2 separate regions of the Mus musculus genome follow, and region 2 is linked to region 1. Evidence: chromatin contacts called from public Micro-C data. All regions are on one chromosome and are shown on one strand. The core of a region is the stretch at or near the end of the contact, and the rest is flanking DNA. Distances in the headings are between cores, read along the strand shown.

Evidence for each region. Hi-C and Micro-C count contacts between places; a contact is called where the count stands out from the background.
Region 2: a Micro-C map of embryonic stem cells shows a contact between it and region 1, with 5 times the contacts expected there. The contact joins two enhancer-like sites.

What each region holds. Positions count from the first base shown.
Region 1 is chr11:17,459,195-17,462,738 of GRCm38.p6, reverse strand. No RefSeq gene overlaps it. Among named protein-coding and RNA genes, the nearest start is that of Gm31268, 140 kb to the right of the region's middle. Within about 2 kb of position 1,613, at least 50 of the 459 cell types and tissues checked have an H3K27ac peak or open chromatin away from gene starts, as enhancers often do. A contact at or near this core is called in embryonic stem cells, where this site is marked.
Region 2 is chr11:17,974,215-17,977,758 of GRCm38.p6, reverse strand. It overlaps the pseudogene Gm12017. Among named protein-coding and RNA genes, the nearest start is that of Etaa1os, 22 kb to the right of the region's middle. Within about 2 kb of position 2,013, at least 3 of the 459 cell types and tissues checked have an H3K27ac peak or open chromatin away from gene starts, as enhancers often do. A contact at or near this core is called in embryonic stem cells, where this site is marked.

The sequences.
Region 1 (3,544 bases), core at 364-2,863:
ATACTCCATTCCCACCCCCACTTCATCACGCCCCCCCACACACACACAGAGAGAGAGAGAGACAGAGAGACAGAGATAGAGAGAGACAGAGAGAGACAGAGAGAGATGAGAGAGAGACAGAGACCAAGAGAGAAAAGGAATGATGGGGTCAGGGGCGTGTCACTCCATTGACACAGACAGATCTGTCTAGTTTCTGAAGCATCAGCATTTCAGCATCTCCCAGCATGTGTAAAGCTATGAGAGAGTGACACTTGAGAACATGTAACCAGACAGACTTAATCACTGGAAGCAAGAACTAGAAAATCCTCAGAAATGAAGGAAGCAATTTTTCTCCCATCTCCATTTTGCTTTCTATGTGGAGGTCCTGCCTTCTCTTTCTCCTGTCATCTTCTCACTCCTCCAACACACCGCTCAATCTCAGTCCCGTTGGATGTGGCAGGAGTGAGGGAGTCGCATGACCAAGCACAGGGGTTAATTCATAGGTTTCGGTAATCTGTTGGCCTGGGCAGATTTCTCAAAGTGTGTCTACCACATTAGCACAAATGATTGCAAGGTTCAGAAATGAATATAAATTACGCATTAGCCCACAAGTAAGTACATCTTATACAAGACAAAACCATAGCAATTAGCAATGTGCTACAAAATGAAACACTCTTGTCTGTAATAATAAAAATAGGTTGAATTTGGCATACTCTCCTAAGGTCTCAGAGAGACAGTATCCGAGAACCACTTTTACACATAGATGAAATGCTTATGTGAAGGTGTTTAAAGAAGGACATGTGAGTGGTGGGATTGTTCTAGACAGACAGAAAGGGCAAAGAGGAAGTGAAAGCTAAGAAGACTACACTGTAGTGAGTGGTTGCAGTTAGAAAAGCAGTTTGTTTTCAAGTCCTTCTGGGAAACCATATGATATTGTGTGTTAAAAATCCCTAAGTATTAATAACTTTGTGGTTATCCCAATTAATATTTCTCCAAGAAAGAAATTGTGCTGTGAAAGCAATCATAAGCATCCCATGTTGCCTGAAAGAAAAAGGCAGACATGTGAATTATAGTACATCTACTTGGAAAGTTGTACATCCGTGGAAACAATGTTATAATATTGGTTATGTTATTATAACATTGTAATAATATTAGTTGTATATTATACATAGTTATAATAATGAAAAATGATTATTATAAATATTAGATGGTAGTCTGAGGAAATGCACATGAAAAAAATCCAAGCCTTCCAAAAGTAAGTTATAAAATTATGCATGTGCTATAACCAAAGTCATATTATACATATATTATAGTCAAGCTTTTGTTTCTGAAAGTTGCAAATGATGATTCCGTACAGCTGAGGATACCTGTATGAAAGAATCTCTACAGACTTCCTACGATGCGCAGTAGTATTTAATTTTTTGTTTTCATTTACATGCAACTGTTGTTTCAGCTCTTCAGCTTTCAGTCTTTCCCTAGAATGTGTCTTTTACGGGAGAAACGCAGCTTCCAGTAAGAGGCTGAAATTCCCGCCTTCCGGGAAAACCCGCAGAAACCCAAGCTCCCGGCGCTCAGTGGTGCTTCCTGGTTTCCACCCTCTGCCTCTAAGGCCATTGTGCTTGAAACTTGTTGGAGTGAAAGGAATTCCCGGAAGCCCCAAGTCAACGAAGAAAGAAGCCAGATCGCAGTAGCAGATGGTTCATCTTACAGCTTTCATTTATTTTCTTTACGTGCCAGGAGGGGGTTACATTATCGACTGGGAGGGTGACCACACCTCTCTTCTTTAGAAAATGCCTGCTTGGCACCGTGGCATTCACCCAAGAAAAGTGTCACATTCTTTTGTCCCAGAGGTCCAGAGAAAGCTCTATCAGGCGGTTTTTGTTTTTGTTGTTGGTTTAAAAAAAAAAAAAAAAAAAAAAAAAACAGTATAATTACCATAAAGAAACCCTTCTGTCTCAAAAACACAAGCTTCCCATACATGGTAAGATGAACTAGACGTTATTTCTCTGCACAGCAAAAAAAAAAAAAAAAAAAAAAAAACCTTTTGGCCCACCCTACAAGCCATTTATGGGTTTGATTAAGGCCCACGGGTGTCTCTAACTTATTTATTTAGGAAACACTGTTATTGTCTTAATGTAAACCCAGTTCAGGATCAGTTGACAGTTGGAAAGCTGCGGCAGAGGGTTTTCAAAGGCGCCTCCTTGGAAAGGGGCTCTCCATTCAGCTCCAGTTTCTGAGTCGTACTGCCAGCTCTGCTCAGAAAATAAACAAATGTTTGTTTTACAACATGGCAAAGGGGGCTCCCATTCATCGTGGGCCAGATATGAAAACAAACTTCCACGTATAAGGGCTTTTGATACACATGACTTACTTGGATGACAAGAGGCTCACTGGGGAGTGCTTAAAGCTTATTAATATTGCACAAAAGACTTTTGTTTATCATTTCCCTGGACTGCCTGGGAATCACAGATTCAAGCCGCCACCCGGCTGGTGTCCTAGCATTTTAGCTGCCTTTAACGTGTGCAGATTGTGAAAGTACTGCTGGTTTGGAGCCAAACACAAACTCTCCACCAAGCCAGGTGAAAGAACTCAGAACTGCAGGGTTCTAAGAACCAAGGTTGGGATTGAAATTAAAGAGAGAGCAGAGGGGAGAGAGCTCCCTCTACAGGTAAAAAACTAGATGCCTTGCATCTACCTGCTTGGAAACCAGTAACTTCCAGAAAATTTGGAATCCATGGCCTGTCTAAAGAGACATTTCACCTCCTATTTAAACAGTCTACGCCTACAAGCTCTACTCTTCAGACAATGATCATAATGAAAAATCCTCTCTTGAGGCATCTGTTTACTAGGAAGGTGTGCAATGAGGTATAACCGATGTCATCTCCACCTCCCCTGTAATCTAGTAACCACAAGCTACTTGTGGCTGTGCTTAAATAATGCTGGATCGATGGATACAAAAGCAAAGAGTTTAAGGGGAGGATTGTGCTGTGAAGGGTGCAAATTAGCTTTTTTTATACCTATTACATACTTAGAAGATATTTGTAATAATTGGATTAAATTTAAAAATAATTAAATCAATTTCACCTGTAGTTTTTTCCCCCATGTTTTTAATATGACTACCAAAAAATAAAATTACTTATTCATCATCTATTTCTATAAGTGTTGGCCTAGATAATTAGGGTATAGTATCATATCAGAGCTAAAGCCTGTGGGATCTTTGATTTGTGCTAGTTTAGTTGATTCCTTTTTTCTGGTGCTGGGGTTATAACCCCGAGTCAGGAAAGTGTTCAACCACTGAGCCACAGCCACAGCCACAGCCACAGCCACAGCTCACTCACATTCTCTTGCCTTAAACATGCCCTTTCCACCCACAAACTGAATTTCTGAAAGCTAAAAGGATTTTTTAAAAAGTTTTAATGCAAACATCTCTATTTAAAGTCTTATCAAAACATGAGCAAACTTGCAGTCTGTGTGTGCTGAGAAGTGTCATAAGAAAGGGCATATTTTCTCTCTATAGTTCCGATTCTCGCGGCCATGCCCTTTGCTTTTTAATTGCAAGTTACTC
Region 2 (3,544 bases), core at 764-3,263, 510 kb before region 1:
TGTATTTAAATTTTGATCTGTTTCAAAACAGGGTATCAGTCTGTAGTACAGGCTGTCTTGGAACTCACCATGCACCCCAGAATGATCTTCAGTTCATAGTGATCTTCACGTCTCAGCCTTCCAATAGATGGGAATTCAGATGTAAACCAAATTACCCTGATTTCCTTCAAAGATTGATAAAAAAGTTACAGGTCATGCTTCCCTCAAGAAGAATGCCAAAACTTTTTTAGTCAAGAAAAAAAAAATAAGTGAGTTGGAAAAAAACTTGTAGACAGTTGTAAAAATTTGGAAGGTCCAGTTTGGAGGATGAACTAATCAGTGATGGCTTGTTATCATTGAAAGTGGTTAGGTAAGGACTACAGATTCATGGCGCTGCCCTTAGATGAATTATAAGAAATAGAGTTCTGGCTCCTCTGCAAAGAGGAATGCCACTGTAAGGGACATAGTCTCACTTTTTGGAATAAGGATAGGCCTTTAACATCATGGCTTTCCTTAAAGTCTAAAGCTGCCCAAAGTTCTCAATTCAATCCCTGACTCAAGCAACTGAAGACCCACCTTGCAATAACCTAGGCAACTCTAGATATAATAGGTAAAAATGTTACCCATCCTTCTAATATTGCAACTTCATTCTCTGCCTTAATAACATAGGGTCAGTTACTAAGTAAACTTGTATAAAGATTAGTTTTTGGTAAAAATTCACAAAAGCTGAAGAAATTTTTGTCAGTGCCAGCCTTGGGGAATGCATCTCAATAAAAAGGCATTAAATTGAGAGTCCGCAACTAAAGGCAAAGGGACTTCTAATGTTTGTGGGCACCATAGCACAGGTAGAGTCACTCAGACCAATAAAACTCAAGAAATATTCTCCTGATTAAAATCTCTCTCATCTACTGGTTCCAGCATGATCTTGATAGGGACAGAATGACATGGTTCCTGCCCATGCGGCAGAGCTAGCAAATGTGGGCCTCTGTCTGCTGTGGGTGTAGGCATGTTTGCATAATAATATACATTTTTTTACATTCCTCCTTTGAGGAATGCCCTCCTTATTAACATTAATGACTCCATGATAATCAGTGACATCACAAGTTCAGGAGGCAAAAGTGTGGCTAATGTCTCAGCAAAATGGTAAAGGTTGGGACCTTCTGGCAACCCTTAAGGCTGTAGAAAAGAACTCTAAAAGCATGGGTTCAAAAATAGGAGGAACAAAAATATGAACTAACCAATACCCCCAGAGCTCACTGGGACTAAGCCACCAACCAAAGAAAACACATGGTGGGACTCATGGCTCTAGCTGCATATGTAGCAGAGGATGGCCTAGCCAGTCATCAATAGGAGGAGAGGCCCTTGGTCCTGTGAAGGTTCTATGCATCAGTATAGGGGAATGCCAGGGCCAGGAAGTAGGAGTGAGTGAATTGGTGAGCAGGGGGAGGGGGAAGGGGATAGGGGGTTTTTGGAGGGAAAATCAGGAAAGGAGATAACATTTGAAATGTAAAGGAAGAAAATATCAAATAAAAAATAGATAATTTCTCAAAAAAGTAAGGATGCAGTATGAATTATACGAGGGGCTTCATGAATCTGAAGAATCAAAAGCAGCTGTGTTGTGAGCCAACTTGTCAGAAAGATAGTAAGGAAGGAGATAAAGAGATCTAGAGAGGGGTGGCTGCAGGAGACCCTGCTCAGCTAAGTTTTTATTATTATTATTATTATTATTATTATTATTATTATTATTATTATTATTTACTTATTTACTTATTTATGCTTACAAAGGCAGACAGAGTCCTGAGTTCAGGGTCTTTGTGGAAGGTTAGGTCCAGGTGTGGTTAAAGTGGTAATTTCAGGACAGGGTCCCACCCAGGTAGCTTATCCTCTGTGCTTAACAGAGGCAGGCAGGACAATAGACTTTACCTAGGTTGGAAGACTCCGCCCTAGGTGGGCTAGCAACCGTGGCAAGCCAGATCTGAGCAGCCTGCTCAAGGGTGGGGCAAGGGCACAAGAGTTGTCTGGAGATCTCCAGAGAGAACAGAGCATAGAGAAAGCAATCTGCAAACCTGTCTCAAGAATAACATAGGTTGCCAGCTTGGACCCCCTATTTGACTTCGAGTTGTATACTTTGTTGCTCCTGAACACTCCTTCCTCAGAACCCTTCTCCAAGTTGAGGCTGGTCTTTGGTACCCATCTGAGTTTCTTTTTTTTTTTTTTTTTTTTTTTTTTTTTTTTTTTTTTTTTTTTTTTAAAGATTTATTTATTATTATATGTAAGTACACTGTAGCTGTCTTCAGACACACCAGAAGAGGGAGTCAGATCTTGTTACGGATGGTTGTGAGCCACCATGTGGTTGCTGGGATTTGAACTCTGGACCTTCAGAAGAGCAGTCGGGTGCTCTTACCCACTGAGCCATCTCACCAGCCCCCCCCCATCTGAGTTTCTACAGCCTCAAGATTACCATAGAGATAAGTCTGGATACACTTCCAAACTGCCAAAATTATTATGCTTTCTCTCAACAGAGACACAAAGTTGATGTCTCACAGACAACAATAAATCCTATGGATGAATCTGTAAGTAGTTGTAACTTTATATTCTTGAGGCAGTGGTGCTATTATGTTTATTTATTACTTGCATCCTCATGCTATTTTCCTTTCAAAATATCAGATTCTTTCTTGGAATTGTTTTGCTACCATCTTAATATATAAGTGTATACATATATCCTATACTATATATTATATGTAAATTATATTAAATATATTTTATATAAATATAATATATATTTCAATCATATATACACATATGATTCATGTGTATATATATGTGTGTGTGTGTATTTACAGTTCAAAGGCACACAACACTTCCTTGGAGCAGTCATGGTCATGGCTTTCCTGTCTCTTACACTGTTTAAAAAAATGGGCTCTGCTCCTCCCTGTTCCAGAGACAGCCGCATTTTCTCGTGCAGTGCCAGTCTCGTCCCGTAGACAAAATGGTGAAGGTCAGTGTGAACGGATTTGGCCGTATTGGGCACCTGGTCACCAGGGCTGCCATCTGCTCTCCACATGGAAAAGTGGAGATTGTTGCCATCAACGACCCTTTCAACTACATGGTCTACATGTTCCAGTATGACTCCACCCATGGCAAATTCAACGGCACAGTCAAGGCCGAGAATGGGAAACTTGTCATCAATGGGAAGCCCATCACCATCTTCCAGGAGCGAGACCCTGCTAACATCAAATGGGGTGATGCCGGTGCTGAGCATGTCGTGGAGTCTACTGGTATCTTCACCACCATGGAGAAGGCCAGGGCCCACTTGAAAGGTGGAGCCAAAAGGGTCATCATCTCCGCCCCTTCTGCCGATGCCCCCATGTTTGTGATGGGTGTGAACCACGAGAAATATGACAACTCACTCAAGATTGTCAGCAATGCATCCTGCACCACCAACTGCTTTGCCCCCCTGACCAAGGTCATCCATGTCAACTTTGGCATTGTGAAAGGGCTCATGACCACAGTCCATGCCATCACTGCCACCCAGAAGACTGTGGATGGCCCCTCCGGAAAGCTG